3 separate regions of the Ovis aries genome follow, and regions 1 and 2 are each linked to region 3. Evidence: chromatin contacts called from public Hi-C data. All regions are on one chromosome and are shown on one strand. Each heading gives the region's core, a stretch centred on a gene start, on an enhancer-like site or on the middle of the called end of the contact. The rest is flanking DNA. Distances are from core to core; before and after follow the strand shown. Region 1 holds the start of PIK3CA (phosphatidylinositol-4,5-bisphosphate 3-kinase catalytic subunit alpha). Region 2 holds the start of ZMAT3 (zinc finger matrin-type 3). Region 3 holds the start of ZNF639 (zinc finger protein 639).

Region 1 (3,062 bases), core at 74-2,573, 160 kb before region 3:
AGAAAAGAGAAAAAGCACAGGAAATACAGAAACACAGTCAAATGAAATTATGACCACATAAAGGAATGGTTCTTTTTTTAGGATTGGTAAGGATGTGTGGTGTTTGAGCAAAACTGGTTATCGGTCAGCTTTCTGCACTGAATGACAAGCTGGATTGTAACATCTCTAGGGCGGGTCACTCTGAAGTCCTCTACTCCTTAAAATGCGAGAGAGGGCCCTAGTTTGAGGACTTGTATTGCAAATTTCTGCTAATCACTGTTTCTATGTCTTTTTAATACAATCAAAGGCCACTAGGGGGAGAAACACGCCGAAAACCTGACCCTTATCAGTAGTGATCTCAAAACGTAACAGATCTTATTACTCTCCAGCAAAAAGAAGCTTCTATGGCACGCAGTATCAAACCACCACCCTGCATCTAATCTGGAACCAAAATGGTTTTTCTAAAGTCTCCATGGGCACTACGCGAAAAAAGCACGTGTTCTGAATGGTCAGAATGGAATCCTACAAGCTGACTCAAATCTGAAAAAAAGGACATTGCAAAAGGTCTCCCTGAGTGAGTCAAAGCATTGCAGAGGACTACGGCAGCGCATTCCTCTTTCGGGATGGGCTACAACTTAACCTTACGTTGGCAAAAGGACGCGAAGCAACGTTTTGTAAAAGGCCTTCTAGTATCGATATCCATTTCTGGTTAGCCACTGACAAGAGGCGGTTAGCCACTACGTCCCCTCCCCTCGCCCTTATACGAGAGTAAGTCTCATTTCCTCTATGGGCGTAAAAGTGAATGGACCCGCTTGCTCCCGATACGCCTTTCTACATCTCAATCCAGCCCTACAGCTCGTAGAAACAGATAGGCGCATCCCTGCTGTTCGTACACCTGTGCCTCCACAAGATGACAAAACAGCCTCGCCAATGCAAAAGACGACAGCGTTAAATACCAGCGCTGCACGAAAATGAGCCACAAAGCCACTCAAACTTCGGGCACAAAACCAAGGCGCAGGCGCACTGGCACACTGTTACCCGATTTGCCCACTTCCCCCTCCTGGTCTCCGCAGTTTCACTTCCCCTCGTTTGGTTCTCTACTTCCGGGGCACAGTAGGCTCGGCCCCTCCTCAGCTCTTACCCTCCTCTACCCGAGGAGGGGGGAGTCGAGGGGGTGGGGAAGAGTTCGTTGTTTGTTTACACGATGTGAGCGGAAAAAGAGACCAATAAAGTTTATTCTGGAAACAAAAGGAAAAAAAAACAGGGGTGACAGAGAAAGGAGACGGGGGCGGGGGCGTGTGGCGGGGGCTAGCTGGGAGAGGCAGCGAGAAGGAGAAAGCGGCAGTTCCGGTGCCGCCGCTGCGGCCGCTGAGGTCTCGGGCTGCTGCCGCCGCGGCCGCTGGGGCTGGGGCCGCCGGCGAGGCAGGGCTCGGGCCCGGCCGGGCAGCTCCGGAGCGGCGGGGGAGAGGGGCCGGGAGGCGGGGGCTGTGCCGCCCGCTCTCCTCTCCCTCGGCGCCGCCGCCGCCGCCGCCCGCGGGGCTGGGACCCGATGCGGTTAGAGCCGTGGAGCTTCGAGGAGCCCCGAGCGTGAGTAGAACGCGGACAGGCCGGGAGCGGGCGCGGTCGGGATGGGGCCGGGTGGGTGCTGGCGACTCTCGGGCGCGCCCGCCGTCTTGGGCGGGGGCTGCCCGCCCGTCGTCTCTCCCAGCTTCGGCCCGCAGGAGAGTTCGCCTGCGATCCCCGCTCTCCTCCGCCTGCCGCTGGCCTCACCCAGATGCAGAGGCGAGGGCTCGCCGCTCCCTCTTTTCTCCCTCTGGCCGCCGCCTCGCTCTTCGTTTCCTTCCTCTCCCATTTTTGGGGATGGGGCGGCTAGAGACTGAGGAAGTGCGCCCAGGGCCGCCGCCCCGGCCGCGGTGGCTCGGTCCCCCGCGCCCTTGCACATCCACCCGACCCGCGAGCACCGCGGCGTGAGCGATCCCCGGTGCCAAACCGCGAGCTCTTCCTGAGGGGCTGTCACGCCCGAGGACTCCGACCGCGCCAGCCCGGCGACCCTGCGTTTGCCTCATACTGGGTTTAAATCGCCCGGCTGCGGCTTGGAAGGCTACATCCCCGTAGCCCGTAGTTCCTCTCCCACCCTTCCTCTCGAAGTTGTTTTTTTTCCTTTTAACCGAGACAGTCAAACGTATTGGATCTTTTCATTCATAGACCTGAGACATTGTCTCGCGATTTGTGTCTTTAGTAAGTCTGATATGTGATGCCTGCTTCATAGCTCCTAAGTGGCTCGGAAAGGTAGGGTAGCGCCCAGAATTGGACTGTGTAAACACCAGACGTTCAGCCAGTGTGTTTTGATCGCGGCTTGAGGGGTTTATTTTAGGATGCTAAAGAAATAGTGGCGATGATGGCTAGTTACCAGGCTTAGGAATCGAAAGCTGTTTTGGATGTCATTAATTGGGAAGCTGTTTACGTAGTTATATAAAGGGTAAGGGGAGCGCAATAAGAAGTGCTTCTGTGAAAACAGCCTTCATATTTTTTAATGAAGTAGAGTTGTGATTTCGTTTGGTGAAGCTTCCTCATTCCAGCACTGCGCCTTTGGGCACATGCAGTACATGGGTTTGCGAGATGATGTTTTGAATCGTAGTTTGTGAGGCCTGGGAGAACCCTTGGAAAACTTGGGTAGGTAAACTTCTGTTAACTCAAGTCATCAGGTAATTACTATGGCCACATTTGAACCACTGTGGGCAATACCGGTCGCATGTTTTCCTGCTCAGAAGCTGGGTTCTCTGGGTGTTTGCTTACATTGCACTGTACAAAATTTGTTTATGTACTGGATTGCGTGTTGTTAAGGAAAGACTTACAAAATACTTAAGATACCACGTTGCTAATTTATATAAATCACAGCACGTCTTTATTAATGGATCCTAGAAGCAACTGTAGTGTAAGAATTTGTTAATATGTCTCTTTTAACATTTTTAAAGACTGAATCATTGAATTCTGGTTGACAGCATAGATCTCTATCTAAACATCACATGTTCTGGAAAATTTTAATTATCAGATTAACTGTTCTGCAGTGTCATCAGCCAGAG
Region 2 (2,983 bases), core at 240-2,739, 210 kb before region 3:
AATTGAAGAAAAAATTCTCATACAGTACAGACTTACCCATTATCACATTTTACCTTTTAATGTTTAAAGAATAGCTAGATAGTCCAAAATTCTTTCTTGTAATATTTAACAATCAAAATTTCAACTCCCCCAAAAGTATCTATGCAAGACAATTACATCAGGTATTACTATACTTGCAAAAAAAAAAAAAACTAGCATAAAATAAAAATCTAAAAACGAAGCCTTCAGTGAAAGCAGATATGGTGGAATATAAAGAGGTTCAAAGCATATAGGACTCAAGTCTGTTCAACTATTGCATTAGATTAAAAGAAACTAACTTGATGCCTGATGTAAATAAAATATTCCTCAGATCATAAAAGCCATTCAATTTGATGCTTGAAGTAGCATAAATGAAGGATTTATGGTGGTTAATGTCCTGGTATGGAAGGGGTGGAGGGGACAATGAAAAAAAATCAAAGCTTCTCAGTCTACCCTGTTTAAAAGAAAAGGAATGATCATGTAGCATAGTTTTCATGATCGAACTGGGGCCTACTCTTCACATACTGCATTAAAGACAACCACTTTCTCATTTGGAGAAATCTTCGGGGGAAAGAAAACACAATAAGGGAACAGGTTTTACTAGCACCTCAGGAAACTAGGGAAGTCTGTAACTGGGGATTCCGAAAATGAGGGAAAGACGGTGAGCATTATTCAAAGGTCATCAGAACACAGCAAGAAGGAATGAGAGAGGAAATAGAATAATCAGTTGTAAGGTATATCACAGAAGGAAGACCCAAAAGAACGCAAGAACCTGGGAAGAAGAGGCCTTGGTGAACTGGTGAATGTTCTCCAGTCTCAGTTATGACGGGTCCGAATCCTAGGAAACCTTTCACGTATTTGAATCACAGCTACATATACTTCAGCATCGCCCACATATATCTTAAATTTCTAAAACGTGCGTGCATACATAACAGAGCGCACTCACATACCCACACATACACACACACATACACAAACACGCACGCACGCACCTCAATCCCGTGAGGATGCCATCACGAAAGATGGAATCCCGGGTCTCCCACGGGGCGGGGGCAAGCGCTAGGGCCAAGGCAGCCGCACGCCTAGAGGATCCAAACAGTACACGTGAAATGCTTTAAAAACAAACAAATAAATAAAAGCACCCCAAGCTGGTCACGTGGAGGGCAGGTGGAAAGACCGCACCGGAAAGGAACTGCTAGCCTGGTCGCTCCGGTGCTCGTCCTAAATGCCCCGAGGCTCGCGATCGCCGGCACTTACCGGAACCCCCGGGACGCGCCGGGAGTCTGGGCGCCGCGCCTGCCCCGGACGCCAGCCGCCGTCCGTCCTCCACGCCCGGCTCGGCCCGATTCTACTCCGCCTCCCTCCGTGCAACTTTCTCGGCTGGCCCGGCAGAGCCCCCTCCACAGCTGAAGGCTGACTGTCAAAAGTCAGTCCAAACGGACCCACAGGGAAACAGCTGCAGGAAGTGACTGCGGAATCGGGAGGCGGCGGAGGAGGAGACTGAAGGCGCCGGCCCGGCGTCGCCAGTGCGCATGTGCCTGGTGGAGCAGGGCCCGCGGCAGCGGCGGAGGCTCCAGCACGCTGCGAGGGTGGGGTGCGCACCCGGCAGGTGCGGGGACTGTGAGCGCGGCGGCTCTGAGCAGGCGTGGGGAACAAAGGCACGAGTCACAGGGAGGACGCACCACTGCCAGTCTTAAGAGTTTGTTCATCCTATAACCTGGAAAGTTGATCCAGAGCAGAAAGCTGGGCAGGGTTTTCGCAACTTTCATCTCCTGTCACTGAGATCCAAACCCTTTTTCATTCCAGCCCTGCCCTCGTCCGCTGATTGCCTGCTAAGAGTGGCAGAGGGGAGCTGCCAGAATGTCCAGGATCGTCCCACCTGCTGCGACAGAACCTTTAAACTGCTCCTTTCTCCAGGATGAAGGAAAAATAGCGCGCGGCCGCCAGCTCAGGTCTCCAATCACTCAAGAAAACATACACGCAGACTTGCCCTCTACGCAACAGCAGAATTGGCGAGATAGAGATCCTCTCTGGCGCACCACCACTCCCCACCCCACCCTCAACCTCACCTGCATGACAGGAAAGACTAGGAAGAGATTGGCTAAGGCTATCAGGTCACATCCTCTCATAGTCAACCTCAGCACATTCAGGGTTGACATTGAGAGATGGCTGAGCCAAGTATTAATATTAAAATTCCGTTAACTTGTAAATTTTTCCATAGGACCATTTGGGGGTAAAATATTCGTAAAATAAATTTTGACCATTTTTAAGTGTTTAGTTCAGTGATATTAAGTACATTCACAACATTATGTGCTTACTTTTTAAGCATTACAGTAAGTCCCCTATATATGAGCCTTCCAGTTGAGAGCTTTCAAAGATGCCAACATGGGTTCCATGAACCTCAGGTTTGGGTGAAATTGTACCTTGTGCTCCATTTCCTATTGCTGAGGATCTTTCAGCTCTTCCGTCTCCCACCTCGTCTCCCTCCTCTAGTCAGTAGCTCTTCTTGTCTGTTCACTGGGTGCCAGGCCCTGTATGGCTGCTATTATAGTGTACTACCTTACTTTTCAAGGTACTGTACTGTAAGATTTCAAATGTTTTCTTTATTCTTTGTGTTTGTTTATTTTTATGTATTATTAGAAAAGTATTATAAACCTATTACAGTACACTACGATATAGCTGACCGTGTTCTTTGGGTACCTAGGCTAACTTTGTTGGACTTACAAACTTGCTGTCAGAATGGAACTTGTTCATATGTAGGAGACTTACTCTAATTAAAATATCAAGGAGACCTATTTATAGCAAGATGTACCCTCAGTTCAGTTCACTCGCTCAGTCGTGTCCGACTCTTTGCAACCCCATGAATTGCAGCATGCCAGACCTCCCTGTCCATCACCAACTCCCAGAGTTCACTCAAACTCACATCCATTGAGTCAATGATGCCATCCAGCCATCTCATCCTCTG
Region 3 (3,035 bases), core at 498-2,997:
TTAAGACAAACTTAGAAAAATGGGCAAAGGACATAACTGATCATTCACAAAAGAAATACAAATGGCCAAGAATCATATGAGAAAATATTCAAGTTTACAAAAAATAAAGTGCTCAGGTTTTTGGCAAACTATGCTCAGAGCGTGAGACTCCTTGTCAGTAATTTATTTAACAGGGGCTCGCTGTAGGAATCGTCATTATTCACAAGGCAATAGAAAACAGAAACATACTCCAAATCAAAGATAGATTCATTACACTACTGTCCCAGGCAGGGAAGAGGTGAAAGAAATAAAGTCCAAATTTAGTTGTGGTGTACCTTTTCTATGAGCTTGTTCTCAGAAGAGTCGGTTTAGCCAACAGTGAGCTGATGTCCAACTGCTGCCAGCGCGAAAGGCTCTCGAGGCCAGAGCACGACGCTAGTGGAACCAAGACGCTGGCAGGCAAAACCACCTCCTCTTTCCCAGGACCGCCGCCTGGTTTTCATCACTGCAGGCAAAGAGGAGCGTTAAAGGTGGTTCCATACCACCCCCTTGTGGCCTCCACCGTATATGGTCAAGAAACAACCCTCCGGGAGAGAGCGGAATGAAACACCCTGTTCTTTACAAATTCCAGAAACCTGTGTCAATTCCCTATTCCGTGCCGTAACTAACTATACTAGGATTAAAAGGTGCCTCTAAACCTCTTCGTACTTTATTCAGGCCATGTCAGCATTCGTAAATATTCATTTGGGCTGAGCACACACATAACGTTATGAGATTGTAAAAATTGAGACTCACACACTAGCGTCTCTTTCAAATATGATTTTATCTCCTGGGAGTTAGCTGATGGGGTCAGAGTAAGGTCTATGATTATTATTATCTGGTGATTGATTGGTTAGTATGTGATAACCAAGAAAAGCACACACACGATGAAAGGAAAAAAACACGCACTGCAGTCCTACTAGTGACCTTGGGCACATGATAATCCAGAAGGGCCGCATCATCCACTTAACAATCATTAATGAATAAAACCTAGTCTCTACACCCTCACAAGCTCACTTTACTAATTTGTAAATTTGGACTAACAACCTTAACTCTTTGTCAAAAAGATTAAACGTGATCACACCCCGTTCCCAAGTTTATTTATGCTCACTTAATTTAATCTTCTCTACATCTGCTCCTAGAAACTCAAGGTCAGAACAAGTGAAATCATCTAATCCAATCCGCCATAATTTCACATTCATTCCACCAACATTTTTTGAGGCAGGGAATTCAGATAAAGACTGACCCGCGATCCTTTATATTTCCCCTTCTGCACTGCGGACGGCTGCCCTTTTCGTCCCCAACAGGCGGCATTCCACTCTGTGGGGTTTGAAATGCCACATGCCTTGCCTAACCCGACCAAGACCATTCTCGCCCGTCCCCATGGAGGAACTTGGTGGGAAAAGGGTGTCTGGCGCGCGCTGCTGCTCCCACTTCCTCTGGGCGGGAGGGAGAGCGGGGCGGCGGTGGTGGAGGGAGTTCCCTCGGCAGCCTCGCCAGGAGCAATTCTAGAGGGTGGAATCACCCGCTCTTTCCGGGACGCGCGGTACCCTTCCCGGAAGGCACCCGCGAAGGCGCGGAGGTGCCTGCAGGGGGCGCGGGCCGCCGAGCCGCCCCGGGGGCTGGAGGCCGGTGGTCCCTCCTAGCCCGGGAGCGAGGCGAGGCCAAGCCGCTCGCTCCCCAGCCCCCACTCTCACCTCGTCACCTCCCCGCCCTCTCGGCGGGCCTGAGGCGTGCGGCGCAGGCGCGAAGCGCGGCGGTGAGTGTGGCCGCGGAGCCTGGGCCCGGGGCCTCGCAGGCTGGGCGTAGGGCGCGCGGGGAGGGAGTGGGGCCGGCCCGGCGGAGCGCCGGGGAGCTCGAGGGCCAGAAGCGGCGCCGCCCGCCGCCGTGCGCCTGCGGGCAGGGCTGCGCTACCCCTCCGCCCGCGCTCGGGCGTCTCGGCCGCCGCCTCGCAGCTGCGCCTGGGCTGGCCGGGCGGGCCCCGGGGACTGGTGAGTGTGAGGGCGGAGCGGCCCGGGCGCCGGACTGCTGCAGGGGCCGCGGGCGTGCGGGCGCAGCTTCCTGCGGGAGAGGGCAGGGAAGACCGGATGGCGCCTTTAAAACTGAAACCCTGCCTTCGTTTTCTGGCGGGATGGCGCGCCCCTCCCCCATCCCGAAGGCAGTTCCAACCCTGCGGAGGGCACCTCGGCCCCGGCTGGCCTCGGTCCCCCGCTGCTTTTTTTCCGAGTGGTGCCTTTGGGGTCGGGACTTGGGACTCCTGGCTAGTCGCCGGGCCCGAATGGGGCCAGTACGTGGCGCGCGGGTGGAGAAGCCGGGTCCCGATGGCTCCTGCGCGGCCTCTCTGGGCCGCGGGCCCCCATCCGTGCCACGCTGGCCCTCAGGCCTTGCCGGCTGGCGTGGTGACCCTCCGGCGGCGCATCCTTTGCCCGCGCCGGGAGTCACAACCTTCAGGCTCTTAAGCCCCCAGCCAGTATAGTCTAAGGCACTTATTAGGGTACTTCGAACCCATTTTGGTTTTGTTTTTTAGTACAATCTAGGGACAAGAGTGCTTTGAGGCAGTTTATCTGTAAGCAAAGAGATAAAGCAAACACTGACACTAAATGGGACGTGTGGTGGGTTCTAAAGTTTCCTGCAGCATTTTTGTTTTCTCCTGTCTTTCAAAATCTGGAAAAGATACACTTGTTTCAAAATGAGGCTGGGGAACAACATGCTTCTAAAACTCTTTAGTAGAGAACCGCTTTTTATTGTAAATGCTTGTCTTATATATATTTACATTGCATGAAAGGTCTTAAAAAGATTGAACTCTTTGATACAAGTGCTGACTGCCGGTAGGAGTCTGCCGATCTGTATTGTGGTTTGTACTTAGACGTTCTTATTGTTGAAGAAGTGACAGCTGGAAAGATGATTACAAGTGTCTTCTAAGTTGTTTTTTTTTTTTTTAATGAGTGTTTTAGATGGCATGGTTAGCTTTTTGTAAATTTAAAGTATGTGTGAATCCCTTAGCATGAGCAAATGTC

The links. A called contact is a pair of places that touch in the nucleus more often than the background predicts.
Region 1: a Hi-C map of tail adipose tissue shows a contact between it and region 3, with 3 times the contacts expected there. The contact joins the promoter of PIK3CA here to the promoter of ZNF639 in region 3. A contact is called at or near these places in 4 of 16 Hi-C or Micro-C datasets (hypothalamus, liver, muscle and 1 more).
Region 2: a contact with region 3 is called in a Hi-C map of muscle, with 4 times the contacts expected there. The contact joins the promoter of ZMAT3 here to the promoter of ZNF639 in region 3. A contact is called at or near these places in 6 of 16 Hi-C or Micro-C datasets (muscle, omental adipose tissue, retroperitoneal adipose tissue and 2 more).

What each region holds. Positions count from the first base shown.
Region 1 is chr1:208,725,067-208,728,128 of ARS-UI_Ramb_v3.0, reverse strand. PIK3CA (phosphatidylinositol-4,5-bisphosphate 3-kinase catalytic subunit alpha) reads left to right here and starts at 1,323. Exons shown (of 21, transcript XM_015092541.3): 1 at 1,323-1,566.
Region 2 is chr1:208,768,180-208,771,162 of ARS-UI_Ramb_v3.0, reverse strand. ZMAT3 (zinc finger matrin-type 3) reads right to left here and starts at 1,489. Exons shown (of 6, transcript XM_012098751.4): 1 at 1,276-1,489.
Region 3 is chr1:208,562,242-208,565,276 of ARS-UI_Ramb_v3.0, reverse strand. It overlaps ZNF639 (zinc finger protein 639), which reads left to right and starts at 1,747. Exons shown (of 7, transcript XM_060393453.1): 1 at 1,747-2,009. LOC132657186 (a long non-coding RNA gene) reads right to left here and starts at 2,017. Exons shown (of 3, transcript XR_009594980.1): 1 at 1,716-2,017; 2 at 315-484.